2 separate regions of the Oncorhynchus mykiss genome follow, and region 1 is linked to region 2. The links are chromatin contacts, called in public Hi-C maps. All regions are on one chromosome and are shown on one strand. Each heading gives the region's core, a stretch centred on a gene start, on an enhancer-like site or on the middle of the called end of the contact. The rest is flanking DNA. Distances are from core to core; before and after follow the strand shown.

Region 1 (6,691 bases), core at 1,377-3,876, 83 kb before region 2:
AGGTAATGTAGCCCAAGGAAGTGGCTGATGGACCTCTTCAGCTAGCCGGGAGATGGGCCTAGCATAGGCTAGCTCCAGGCTAATTGGTGCTTGCTTCGGGGCAGAGACGTCAGCCAGGAGTAGCAAATCGGACAGCAGCTAGCTAGCTACAATGATCCAGGTGGAAAGTTTCAGAGCTTGCGGTAGGAATCCGGAGATGTGGGGAAAAAGAGTCCGGTATGCTCTGGTTTGAATCACGCTGTGCAGACTGCCAGGAGCTGTCCGGGCTAAAGGTTAGCTGATTACCGCTAGCAGTGGCTAGCTGACTACTAGCTAGTAGCTAGTTAGCTGGCTAGCTTCTGTTGGGGGTTCCAGTTCTAAAGTAAAGGAAATAGAAGATCCATACCACATTGGGTGAGGCGGGTTGCAGGAGAGTATGTTGGAGTTTAAAAATATTTTAAAAATATATATGAAATATATGTGAAGAAAAAATATAAATACACGGGACACGACAAGATTAAGACAAAGACGCCTGACTGCTACACCATCTCGAATGACATATTAAATACCTTTGACTGGCTCTAAGTGGGTGCTGATCATTGGATGTACTCTGTGTTGTGGTCAGGTGGTCTCCCCACACACAGCCCTCCACAATGACTGCCCACAGGGGTCCCATACTGATCCTGGCCATGTTGGCTGGTCATAGCACCACTTCACCAAGAGAATTTCCCACACATGATCTGGCCCCCTCAACTGGGCTCCTCAACCTGTTAATCAGATTTCTAGCAGGGCAGCAGGTCTCCGCCACTACCACCCACCCCACCAGGACAAGACATCCTGACCCGCCACCCTACCCTCTCCCCCCATTACAGCTTACACTAATCAGCTCTGCACCATCTGGGGACTTTTCAATCCATTTTAGAAGAAATGGTGAGTTCTGATAGGTTTGGAGTGTCAACTTCTATCCAAAGTGTGCTCTGACCTGGCCACGATAAGAAAAAAAAGATTCAACATTCATTCTAGTATATGAACGTAAACCTGTGTGTGTTTACCAATGGTGGAGAATGGTGTTATAGCATATTACTAGTCATATGATGCACAGTTGTAGTTCTCACTTTCTACCACTTGATGCTGCTGAATGTCAGTATACCACAAGCATTGCAGGAGCCAGCACCACCACATGGGGGCGCAATGTACGGATGTCCCAAGGAACCCAGACAGCACAGATCATTTAACCAAAGGGGTAGTCAATCACAGGCCCCTACAATATTTACTTTCTATGTTTCTTTAAGCAAAATGTGTGATGATCATGTGTTATTCATTATGAATATGTACTTACATTGCATTTAGACTTCACTCTAACTGATAACTGTAACTACATTTTCATTAATTGTACTATATTATTAGTCAATATAATACTGGTGGTGAAGTAGTAAATGGGAAAGGGAAAGGGGGATACCTAGTCAATTGTACAACTGAATGCATTCAACTGAAATGTGTCTTCCGCATTTAACCCAACCCTCCTGAATCAGAGAGGTGTGGTAGTAATGTATTGTTAGTCAAATCAACAGGTAGTAGTAGTAGTAGGTCATATGCTAGTAGTAGTAGTAGTAGTAGTAGTAGTAGTCATAGTAGTATTATTATTAGTCATAGTAGTATTAGTAGGAGTAGTAGTAGAAGTAGTAGTGGTAGTAGTATTAGACATAGTAGTAGTAATATTAGTAGGAGTAGTAGTGGTAGTAGTATTAGACATAGTAGTAGTACTATTAGTAGGAGTAGTAGTAGTAGGTCATATGCTAGTAGTATTAGGAGTAGTATTAGTAGTAGTAGTTGTAGCAGTAGCACTAGTAGTGTTGGTAGTAGTATTAGTTGTATTAGTAGCACATATGCTAGTAGTATTAGCAGTAGTAGTAGTAGATCATATGCTAGTATTAATAGTAGTAGTAGTAGTAGCTAGTGTTAGTAGTATTGGTTGTAGTATTCGTTGTATTAGTAGGGCATGTGCTAGTAGTAACAGTAGTAGTTTTAATAGTAGTAGGTGTAGTAGTAGTAGTAGTAGTAGCAGCAGCATTAGTAGTATTCATAGTAGTATTAGTAGTAGTAGTAGTAGTAGTAGTAGTAGTAGTAGTATTAGTTGTAGTAGTAGTAGATGTAGTATTTGAAGTATCAGTATTATTATTAGTAGTAGTACTAGTATTAGTTGTAGTAGTAGTTGTAGTAGCAGTATTATTAGTTGAATTAGTCAAATTAGTAGTAGTAGTAGTAGTAGTAATCTAATTGTTTGTTGTATCAGTAGGCATAACCAGTAACATCAGTCATACTGTAGTAATGATAGTATCACTTGTACCATATACAGCCTTTACAGTATACAGCCTTTACACTATACAGCCTTTACAGTATACAGGGCTGTAGGTCACATGTACTGTACATGTAATCTGCAGACTGCACCTGTCTGTGTTTCAACAGTAAATCAGTATTCAGGCTATTCAATGAAAGCCCCCTCCTCCCGTCCCCTCCTCTCTCCTCTCTGTTTGGCCCCTCACACTGGCCAGCCTGTTGCCTGTTGAAAAGAGTCTAGACTAATGGCTTTGCTGCCATTTCTGTAAACCCTTGACAGTAACACAGCACTTGGCAGGCAGCCTAAGGAAGGCCAATGACCTCAGGGGTGTTGGGGAGAGGGCGTCAAGATCTTAAAGAGACAGTACTCCTAGCTGACTGTAACTGGGGGAATGGGGGGGATAGTGTGTGTGTTCACAGCAATTTGACATGTATTGTAGGCCTACTGTTGTTATTCGTGCTGAATGTGTTACTCATGACAGGATGGGGGTTAACATCGCATCCATAATGATAAGTAGGCAAGACATACCAAGAAAACCTAGTTAAAGCAACATTCTGACACATCAACAACTGTAACAACAAAACAGAACAAAATCAAAACACAAAATACACTGCTCAAAAATAAAAGGGCAGGACAGGAGACTCGTTCTTAAGGTTGCGCAAACAGTGACCTGGCAGGAAACTATGTTATTAAGTACACAAAGCCAGGTACTGCTCCAGGGGAAATTCTGATATTTCAGTTTGCCAGTTATGGCCGAACCAGCAGGCAGTGTGGTTGAGGAAGGGGAGAACGACTGGCCCCTCTCATTGAAGCCACGGAGTTCAAGGCCAACCACTGTACTATAGGCATTGTTTTATTAAAGAAACAGGATGCAAATATTTGTGCTAAATATTTGTGTAAATAAATACAAATCCAAGGCATTCAAGGTACCACTAATTGCTTCTAATACACCAGATGTATATCCTTGAACTGAATATTTTAAAATCACACACAGAAGACGTTATAACGATAATTTAGTTGCTAATGGCAGCCTGCCTACCCAGGTCGGCCTTCAACTGGAGTTATTTAATGAGAGGGGGCAGCACTGAGCTAGCCTGAAACGTCACTTCCTGGAGTAGCTCAAACTGCGCATTTTATGTCTCCATGAGACACCATCTTAACTGACTTCCTTGGGTTCAAATGTGCTATTGAGTCCTCACATTGGTATGAATGGTGTCACGTGATCGATGACTTTGTCCATTTATATACAATCTTTGGGTTGAGGACATGAACCCTGTGCACTGTAAAGGTGAATCATACACACACACAGAGAGAGAGAGAGAGAGAGAGAGAGAGAGAGAGAGAGAGAGAGAGAGAGAGAGAGAGAGAGAGAGAGAGAGAGAGAGAGAGAGAGAGAGAGAGAGAGAGAGAGAGAGAGAGAGAGAGAGAGAGAGAGAGAGAGAGAGAGAGAGAGAGAGAGAGAGAGAGAGAGAGAGAGAGAAAGAAAAAAAGAGAGAGATGTATCTCAGGAAGGGCAAACAATGAAGATGAAACAGGAAGATTTGGGCTGAATGAATCAGGGCCTGAAGGAACTGCTGTTCAGAGGAGAGTTGAAGACAGGGACAATGGCAGGAGGTCTCTTTACTATTCACTATAAAAAACATCATGTTCTAGAACCACCAGCACCAGGCTCTCAGGGCAATATAATAGAATAATAATACACAACAGGAATCCCTGATCTATGATCGTTGTGCATGGAGCATTTCTCGTACACTGGATTCCAAATCAACCACGAGACCCCTCAGAACAAGAATAAACTGACGACTTTCAGAATTTCTGGCCATTTTGAGCCTGTAATCGAACCCACAAATGGTGATGCTCCAGATACTCAAATAGTCTAAAGGAGGACAGATTTATTGCTTCTTTAATCAGAACAACAGGTTTCAGCTGTGGTAACATCATTGCAAAAGGGTTTTCTAATGAACAATTAGCCTTTTAAAATGATCAACTTGGATTAGCAAACACAACGTGCCATTGGAACACAGGAGTGAGGGTTGCTGATAATGGACCTCTGTAAGCATATGTAGATATTCCATAAAAAATCTGCCGTTTCCAGCTACAATAGTTCTTTACAACATTAACAATGTCTACACTGTATTTCTGATCAATTTGATGTTATTTTAATGGACCAAAAATGTGCTTTTCTTTTAAAAACAAGGACATTTCTAAGTGACCCCAAACTTTTGAACGGTAGTGTATACTAACATAAAACATAGTTAGTGTATACTTTCCTACAAAGGCAAATAACGGTAACTATGAATTTGGTTAACATTTTATGATCCGTATATAGGGTATAGGGCAGTATACCTTTGTAGAGCAGTATACTCAGACAGTTGAGGCCATGGCGTGTGAGTTCAAGAGAGAGATCCCGGCCAACATGATGCTGTTTATGAGGAGAGGTGTGGTTGCTATCACCTGATAAGCCCTTCTCTCTGAACTCTATTCACAGACAGAGTGCTCCGTGAAGCACAACCAATGAGAGGGAAAGAAACGTAGAAACTACAGGAGGTTGGTGGCACCTTAGTTGGTGAGAACAGGCTCATTTTTATTTTTAGTTTTTATCTCCGTAAGTCAGTTAAAAACAAATTCTTATTTACAATGACAGCCTTCCCTGGCCAAACCCTAACCCAGACAATGCTGGGCCAATTGTGGGCTGCCCTATCACGGCTAGTTGTGATACAGCCTGGAATTGAACCAGGGTCTGTAGTGAAGCCTCTAGCACTGAGATGCAGTGCCTTAGACTGTTGCGCCACTCAGAAGCCCTTTGACTCATTCATGGTAATGACTGAAGTGGAATTAGTGGAATGGTATCAAATACATGGTGTATTTTCAGAATTGTTTTATTGTTGTTTTATAATATTATTGTTTTATTTGTTTGAAATAAACAACCACATGTTTATCAGTCGAGACATCTAATTGTAGATACGATACAAAACGGTTAGACTTAACTCCAGGACGTCACATTTTCCTGAGAATCACATTTCGATAGTTCTCCGTGACAGCGGCCTCGCATCTCTCTTCGTTGGAACCCCAGCGTTCTCCCTCAGGTGTTACCATGGAAACTCTACACAGCAAAAAGACAAGACACAACAGTCAAATGGTAACATTAGGAAAAGGTTACTAGAGCAGGCCGATGCCGATCCAGTGTTGTGTGAAATCTAATAAATAAAAAAATCGAGGGCTTTTTTACATTTCTCACCAGCCTCTCAAGTGTTTCCAATCCACACAATAAAAATATCCAAATAAGAAAAAGTGGATAATGTTACACTTTGCTTTTGCCTTAAACTGCTAAACCCTTGTCTGAAAAATACTTGGTACAAGTAAAAGGAGAAGAGAGAGGAAAGCCAGGATTCCCCGAAGAGGGAGGGCAACCCTAACGTGTGCCAGAGGAGGATTTCACCACCAGCAAGGGTTGTGTGTGTGTGTGTGTGTGTGTGTGTGTGTGTGTGTGTGTGTGTGTGTGTGTGTGTGTGTGTGTGTGTGTGTGTGTGTGTGTGTGTGTGTGTGTGTGTGGGTGGGTGGGTGGGTGGGTGGGTGGGTGGGTGGGTAAACCTGCAGCTAATGGAGGGTCCCAGTGGAGAGTGTGTGTTCTGGGGCTACAGAGACCATTAACTTCATAGATTCCACATCAACTTCTACACACACACACACACACACACAGCACTGTACTGTATATTCACGTGTAGAGTCGATTAGCATCCTTATGGCATATGGAGCACCTATGATTAGAAAACAGTGTGGTTTGAAAGGGATTATCAAATGATTAGGATGAATTTGCAAAGTAAATTGTATGCAAAAACATTTTTCTATTAACAGCTATACATTTAGTAGTCACAGCCCACATGGGTTTTGATTGGATCACAATAAGTTTTCAGAGTTGCCATGAATTGTTGTAGACTTACCAAGTTCTGTTCAGTGACAGTAGGTGAATAGATGACATTTTAGATTTGACTGATTTTATGTATCCAGACACATTTGTTTTAATCCCTGGACTGACTCATATCTCTCTCTTCCCCAGCACACTGCTTCAACTGTACACAAACAGGATACAGTATGTTACTGCTGCCCCTTCCTCTTGTAACAACACTAGCCTACATAGAGATGTGAAATACATCTGACCTTCTATTTGCCAGACAGCTAGCTGTGTTAAGGGTGAACGTGTTTCCTGATAACTGGGCTAGGGTTGAGGCTGTTTGCAGAGCCACCAGGCTGCATTTCATTCCAAGAAGTTCCCTATCCTATGTCCTCCTTTACTCCCCTTTTATGAATCTGAGACAACTTGGAAGGTTTAAGCAATATCTTCACCACCCAGTTTCTGCCATGTTGCATTTACAA
Region 2 (7,047 bases), core at 3,410-5,909:
CGGCTGAGGAGGAGGATGCCTTGCTACACTTTAGCCGCTATGCCGAGGCCCGCCAAGCCCTGCCCTGGGACCAGAAGACCCGCAGGGAGAAGATTACCTACTACACTGACCGCTGCTTTCTCATCTTCGTCATCATCTTCCTGTCTGTGCTGTTTGGGGAGGCTATGTACAAAGCATGGTGGGTGTCAAACGGGCATAAGATTAAGGCGTTTTTGTTCAATTTTGCCACATATCTGTTCGCCCAGGAGGAAGGGGAGGACATGATTGAACTGTAGGCCTATAGGACAGTATGACATTGACAGATATGCCGAACACATCCTCATGATCACCTGAGGATCACCACACCTGAAATGATTACCTGTCAGTCAGTAGGCTATTTAGTTTTGACACAAATATTTTGTTTTTATTTGTTACTGAATGTGTGCAAGGAAATCAACTAGATATAATCAGAACCATTGTCTAAACTCCAAAATGGTTAATTATTCAATAAAGTAAACTGTCTACATGAATAATTAGGTGTGCTTGCTCATACTTCCCACAAGACACACACTGGTTGAATCAATGTTGTTTCCACATCATTTCAACAAAATGTATTATTATTCCGTTACCACCTGTAGCACCAAAACCATCAAATCTACCAGCACCAAAACCATCAAATCTACCAACACCAAAACCATCAAATCTACCAACACCAAAACAACTTGCTTGAAAAAAAAAAACGTTTTGAAACTACTAATACTTTTCACACTACAAAAGTACTTGCACAAATCACAATGCATTACAATGGTCATAATATGACATGGTAAAAGTTTGGACCATAAGTAGTTTTCAACCGTTATGGCTAGAAACGCCATTCAAACTTTAAAATGTGCTGACCGGACTGGCACAATAGGGTGATTGTATTCAGCTTTTTGATACCATTTATACTTTTTCAACTATAACCAATTGACATTTGCATAAGGCTCAAATTCTCTCTCTCTCTCTCAAACCTTGGGTCACATGCTCTCCCACAACAAACAGAAGGATTGTAAACTGCTGAGTGTGTGGATTAGAGCGTTTTACACTACCATAGATTCTCAAAAGCAAGGAGTTCAAATCACTCAAATTAGCCTATCCCTAACCTGAATCGCAAATTCCAAAGGATAATTTAATTTCATCATGGCTTGAATTATTGCTGGACGAAATGTGTTGTTGCTGCATATCATGTTCATTTAAAAACAATCCTGAAAAAATGGAAAGATCCTTGAACCAATATGATGATAATGTATTCATAAATACCCGACACTTAATTTGTCAGGAGCATCTCGTCCGAGCTGATTTTTTTTCTTGGGCGAGAGGTGATTGTGAACAAATAATATACATTTGGCCAGCAAGCAGCTGATCGAACTCCCCAGTGAATTACCTATGTTTTCAGTCACAATTTCCTTTTACCACATGTAATGATCTGCATGATATTGATAAAAATGAAGCTTGGTTTGTTCTTAACTTTGATAAGCTAATGTTGTAAGGTAGGACTACTGCACTTTTATAATTCGTATGAGAGGGGTATTTGTTATTTTTATATATATATATATATATATATATATATATATATAGGCTAACGTTACTTGATGAAACATGTTCATAGCTAGCTACCCACTGGGAAAAAAATGATTAAATCAAAGTTGTTTCTACGTCCCTTTAACCCAAAATTCAATGTGATGACATTGAATCAATGTGGAAAACTTATAGGATTTGCAAAAGGTCATCAACTTAAAGGCATTTCTTATTTTTTTTCTAACCCAACTTTGAACCTAAATCCAATGAAATGGCAAAAAAAAATGGTTGATTTCACATTGAATTCACATTAGTTGAAAACTCAACCAAATGTAATTCAAAACTAAATGTTTATCTAATGTCTGTGCCTAGTGGGTAGCTAGCTAGCAGTATCTGTGCTATTGTCTTGAAGCAAAAATGTAATGAGTGTACGGACAATAAAAAAAACTCTAACTGTCCAACGTGGTTTTGAATTGTTGCTTTATTCAAGGGTGTAATGTGGTCTGGTGGCATTATTCATTCAAGAGTGCTATATGATGGAATGTTGCTTTCATAGTCGAACAGTTTGTTATTAGCATGCTTACTGACTAGTGGCTATACTGGGATATTTACAATACATTTGAGCTGTGGAGCAAAAATGAGTGTCATGAAACCCCCAACTCTCTCTCGGGATGTGACATTCCTTTGATCATGTAAAAGTTAAAGCTGCAATAAGAAGAGGCAGATCTGTTCTAGGTGTACAATTTCTATGCTTCCCTGTCTTAAGTTTCGTTTTTGTGTATTTTACTTTTGGTTTTGTAAAGCAGCTTCAAACAGTTGAAAATACAATATTTTTTGGTTATGGAAAATATATTTCACAGTGGTTTAGATGGTACAATGATTCTCTACACTATACTTGCTTGTTTTGTCACAAACTGGAATTAATCGAACTATTAGAATTTTAGCAACCTGAAAATGGCGGAGCGATTTCTGCATAGTGCATCATCAATGTACATTTTATGGGAATTGAAATCTCGTAGCGTTGCCTCTACTTCAACTCTTTTCAATCTGAAAAGTCTCTTAATCAGTGATGTAGTGGTAAACTCTGATCACTGGTTGCAGTAAAAAAAAAATAGTAATGCTGCCTATACTTTTAATAATTATTCCGCAAAAGGTGGGTAAACTGTCAAGCAATAAAAAAAGTGGATAAAATACATTTACTTCCGTTTACCCTCCACTACACCACTGTTTTTAATCTCTTGTATCTTCTTAGTGAGTTGTCCTGACCTCACTAATCAGCCTACAAATTTCTGCCCTACAGCCTGTCCAACACAAACTGTCCCTGGAGACGCTTGAGCTCTGACAGAGAGAAAAGAAGACAGTATAATGCATGGGTGAGATCATTATTGATTCCAGTTTAAAAATAACCATTCAAAGGATAAACAAAAAATAAGCCAGACAACAACAGAAGAGGTGACAATGGAAGCTAAACTATCAGAGATCTGAGAGTGCTGATCGACAGACTGGATACCAATTTGAGGAAGGACACTCAAGCAGCATTGGTGCTGTAAAACTATAATCACCAGACGGTCTGCATTTCTCTCCATCTCTCATTGTTCTTCAGTTTTCTGACCATTGATATCTCAAAAACCTGAAATCCTGAACTAGGGTGACGTGATTCATAGAATCACCCGATAGAGGAATTCTTAAGAGAGATGGCACAGGGAGACGGGGTTACTGAAGATGAGAGGGAGATGGTGGCTGAGAAGCCTCGGGTAACCGAGGAGGAGGCTGCCTTGCTACAGGCCTTGGGGGGGATGACCGGGGAGGACGATGCTGCCTTGCTACACTTAATCCGCTATGTCGAGGCCCGCAACGCCGTGCCCTGGGATCAGAAGACCTGCCAGGAGAAGATGACCTACTATACTTACCGCTGCTTTCTTGTCTTCCTCATCACATCTGTCATCTTCTCCCTCTTTCTGCTGTTTGGGGAGTTTATTAACAAAACATGGTGGGTGTCAAACTGGCATAAGATTAAGGTGTTTTTGTTTGACTTTGCCACATACCTGTTCACCCAGGAGGAAGGGAAGGAGATGATTGAACTGTAGGCCAATTGGACAGTATGACAACGACAAAGATGCTTAACATCCTCATGATCACCCGAGGATCACCACACCAGAGATTATTATTTGTCAGTAGGCTACTTTGCTTTGACAGAAATATTTGAAATGTGATAGATTGTTTTGTCTGTTTGGAATTCCTGTTTTTGTTTGTTTCTGATTGTGCAAAATCAACTAGATGTAATCTGAAGTCCAAGATTGTCAATTATTCAATAAACTAAACTGTGTGTATTCATAATTGGTTATTATTCTGCGGCGTGGTTTATGTTTGATAGACTATTTTTTGGTTCCATGATATAGGTTGCCCATACCAGAGATGGACTATTCTGGATGTGTACCAGTGCCAGTTTCACCAGAGAGGGAGAGGTGAAGGGAGAGGGTTTACCCTACCCAATATCTGTTCATTAAAATAAGACTAGGAATTTAGGATTTTTTTTATGAGGATCAATGAAAAGGGTCGAATTTGTTAAAAAAAATAATAATAATAATTGCTACATAGGCTTATTTGATTGAATACACGTTTTATACTGGTTAGGCTGTTACGTATTCACCGATACAACTTGGCACGCGTGGCATTTCGGCACAAAAAAAAAACTACTTTATATCTGAGTACGCCTGTCGGCCACAAACGTAAATCTGACCTCTCATTCGCTAGAATGGTCCCATCTGCTCTGGCCTTCGACCGCCTGACTTCCATCTTTAAATACATGTATTTCCATTGTTAGAGTGTTCACTCGATTATCTTGTCAATTAAATAGATATTCTTTGGTTTCACACTAAACTAGCCTACCCCTAGTCTGAATCACACATTCCAAATAATAATTTAATTTCGTCATGGCATGACTTATTGCTGGACAAAATGTGCTGCTGCTGAAAATCATGTTCATAAAAACATGTTTTAGTCCTAGCTATGTCGCGAAGAAATTGAAAGATCCTAAAACTATTTACGGTGGTAATGTATTTTTACTGTAATGAAACAGCAGGGAGCAGGTCTCGAACCTTCGACCTCCTAGCCCGTGGTCCAGCGCGCTCGTCCAAGCTGATTTTTTTGGACGAGGCGTGATGATGGACCAATAATATCTGGGCACTACAAATTCCTCTACCTTCCGGTGACGACCCTCTTTCTCTTCCGGAAGATTCAGCGTGACCGACGTTTCGTGTCTGTACAGACTTAAAGTAAGTTAAACTATTTAATACGTGTTCGTCCATCAAAACGGCGTCAGTATTATAGTTAAGATGTTTTGATGTGCAAGTATATGATCAGAATCCATTCTGTACAACATCTGTTCCACGTTAGCAAAAAAAGGCGCGTGCAAGTTTTGCTAGCTTTATTGAAGCTAATGTCAGCGTTTACTAGCTAACTAACATGACACCATTGCATGAGCACCAATAATTACATGGAAATGGGCACAAGAAAGCCCGTGTTGTGTTTTAAACTGTAATTTTATTATTATAACGTTTAATGTTGTAGGACCGTTAAAGTGGAGGGGGAAGAGTGAATGTTACAATGACACAAACTCAGTGTGTAGCCCACTGAGATATTGACCGTGGCCTGTGCTAGGCTGGACATATGAAATTAACGTTTCTTTGTCATAACTGGTTAATTACATCCGCAGTGTAGCCCAGTTTCATAATATTACCATCTGTCCTAACTGTTTGCCATAGTTTAAGTAATTGCGAAAAAAACAGATCTTATTTTAGGGCATTTTTCACCCTGCCAGCTCCTATTAGATCTATTGAGCACCGTGGCTCCAACTCGCCTCCAGAACGTTCTATTCCCAGCCCATTGTCCTACTTCACAAAACGTGCCCACATTAAACTCATAGGCTTATCTCAAGTAACTTATTATCAACAAGGCTACTTGGTGAGCAAGTTAACTGTTCGCCTGTGTACACGTTGTTGTGACCTCCTTCAGAAAAAGGTGTAAACCTAAACAAACCGCAAGTCCCTGAACGAAGTTTCAAGATGTGGCCGATTTATTAAACAGCCAGAATACATTCTTTTTTACATTTAGAAATAACCTATTTTTTTTGACGATTTGTTGTTTCTAGATGGCTGCTGGATAATTTGATGTGTCAAAATGTGCTCAATAGTACAGGTTCACCTAGTTGCAAACCAAATGGATAGGTCTAGCTCATTGATTTGGAGATCTGATGCTGTTGCTACCTCAGATTATGGCCACAGGGAGGCGCAAAAGAGCTATAAACAATAGTTTTTTGCCTTAAAACCCCTAACCCTAGGTATAATCTATTTTTAGCTCTAGTCATTATCTGAGGTACCTACATTCCAGCACAGGTGAGACAAATGGGAAGGCCTCCTATGGGGTAATGCTTTGTGTTAATTATTTGCATGTGGAAAGCAATGCAGAGACAGAGGGGGAAAAGGAGAGGGAGAAGAGGTCTGAGGGTGAGCTTGAGTCTGATAAAAATGGTGGGGAAAAGGGAGATGGTTTGTCAAAGAAGACTGGTAGAAAGTGTAAGCATAGGGAGCAGAAGACAGGAGGAGAAATGGAAGTGAATGAGGGTGAAGTATTGGCAATGGTAGGTGCGGTAAAGCCACCAGAGACTGAGGTATGCACCGAGGATCGGGATGAAGAGTCTGACAGGAGTGAAGTTTATGGACAAAGTGGACTATTGCCTTTAGGCTGATCCATTTGTGGTTTCACGGGTGGGTGAAAAAATAGTTTGGTCATGTGGAATTGGTGAGGGTAACCAGAAGTGGTCTAGTGATAAATTGATTGTGTTTCTGTTGGGCAGAGGAAGAATGTGCTCAAAACACTTCACGTACCCCCATTCGTTTTACTTCGTTCTCAAGAAAAAGGCACTAATGAAAGGAGTGGTAACTGGGGTGCGGTAGATATAAATGTTGAGGTCAAAGATTCCCGGTGTATGTGATATTTGTCGTTTGATGTTACGCAGACAAGGTGGCGAGAGTGGGGAAACAAGTCATTGTTCTTTTGAGTTTTGAAGTTGAGTCTTTGCCTGACAAAGTGAATTTAGGATGTAAGTGTTATCCTGTATGAGCGTATGTGCCGACTACATTAAGTGGTGATGGCATGAGGTAGGAATAAATGTTTAATTAGTGGCATAGAGGGGTGTTTTATTTTATATAATTTTGAAGTTGGTGAGTATAGTGTTAGATGGTAGGGTATTTAATTAGTACATTTTTCTTTTTCAAGTAAAGTACAAGGGAGTTGTGTCTAGTAGGTGGCGGTAATGCAACAAATTGGATGCCAGCCGCCGTTAAACCTCATAGGTTAGTCTTCTATTTTACCCTTAACCCTAGATATAACCTATTTTAGCCTTTAACCTTAACCCTAATTATTGTGTATGGTAGCCTATAACACTTTTTAAAAGCTATTTTTGTAAAAAATATTATGTTAGTAAATACCGTTATTGTACTAAAAAGCATT

Evidence for each region. Hi-C and Micro-C count contacts between places; a contact is called where the count stands out from the background.
Region 1: a contact with region 2 is called in a Hi-C map of liver, with 3 times the contacts expected there. The contact joins the enhancer-like site here to the promoter of LOC110494710 in region 2. A contact is called at or near these places in 2 of 3 Hi-C or Micro-C datasets (blood and liver).

What each region holds. Positions count from the first base shown.
Region 1 is chr17:82,248,271-82,254,961 of USDA_OmykA_1.1, reverse strand. No RefSeq gene overlaps it. Among protein-coding and RNA genes, the nearest start is that of LOC110494713, 12 kb to the left of the region's middle. Within about 2 kb of position 2,626, at least 10 of the 11 cell types and tissues checked have an H3K27ac peak or open chromatin away from gene starts, as enhancers often do. A contact at or near this core is called in liver, where this site is marked.
Region 2 is chr17:82,167,413-82,174,459 of USDA_OmykA_1.1, reverse strand. LOC110494710 (60S acidic ribosomal protein P2) reads left to right here and starts at 4,659. Exons shown (of 5, transcript XM_021570005.2): 1 at 4,659-4,811.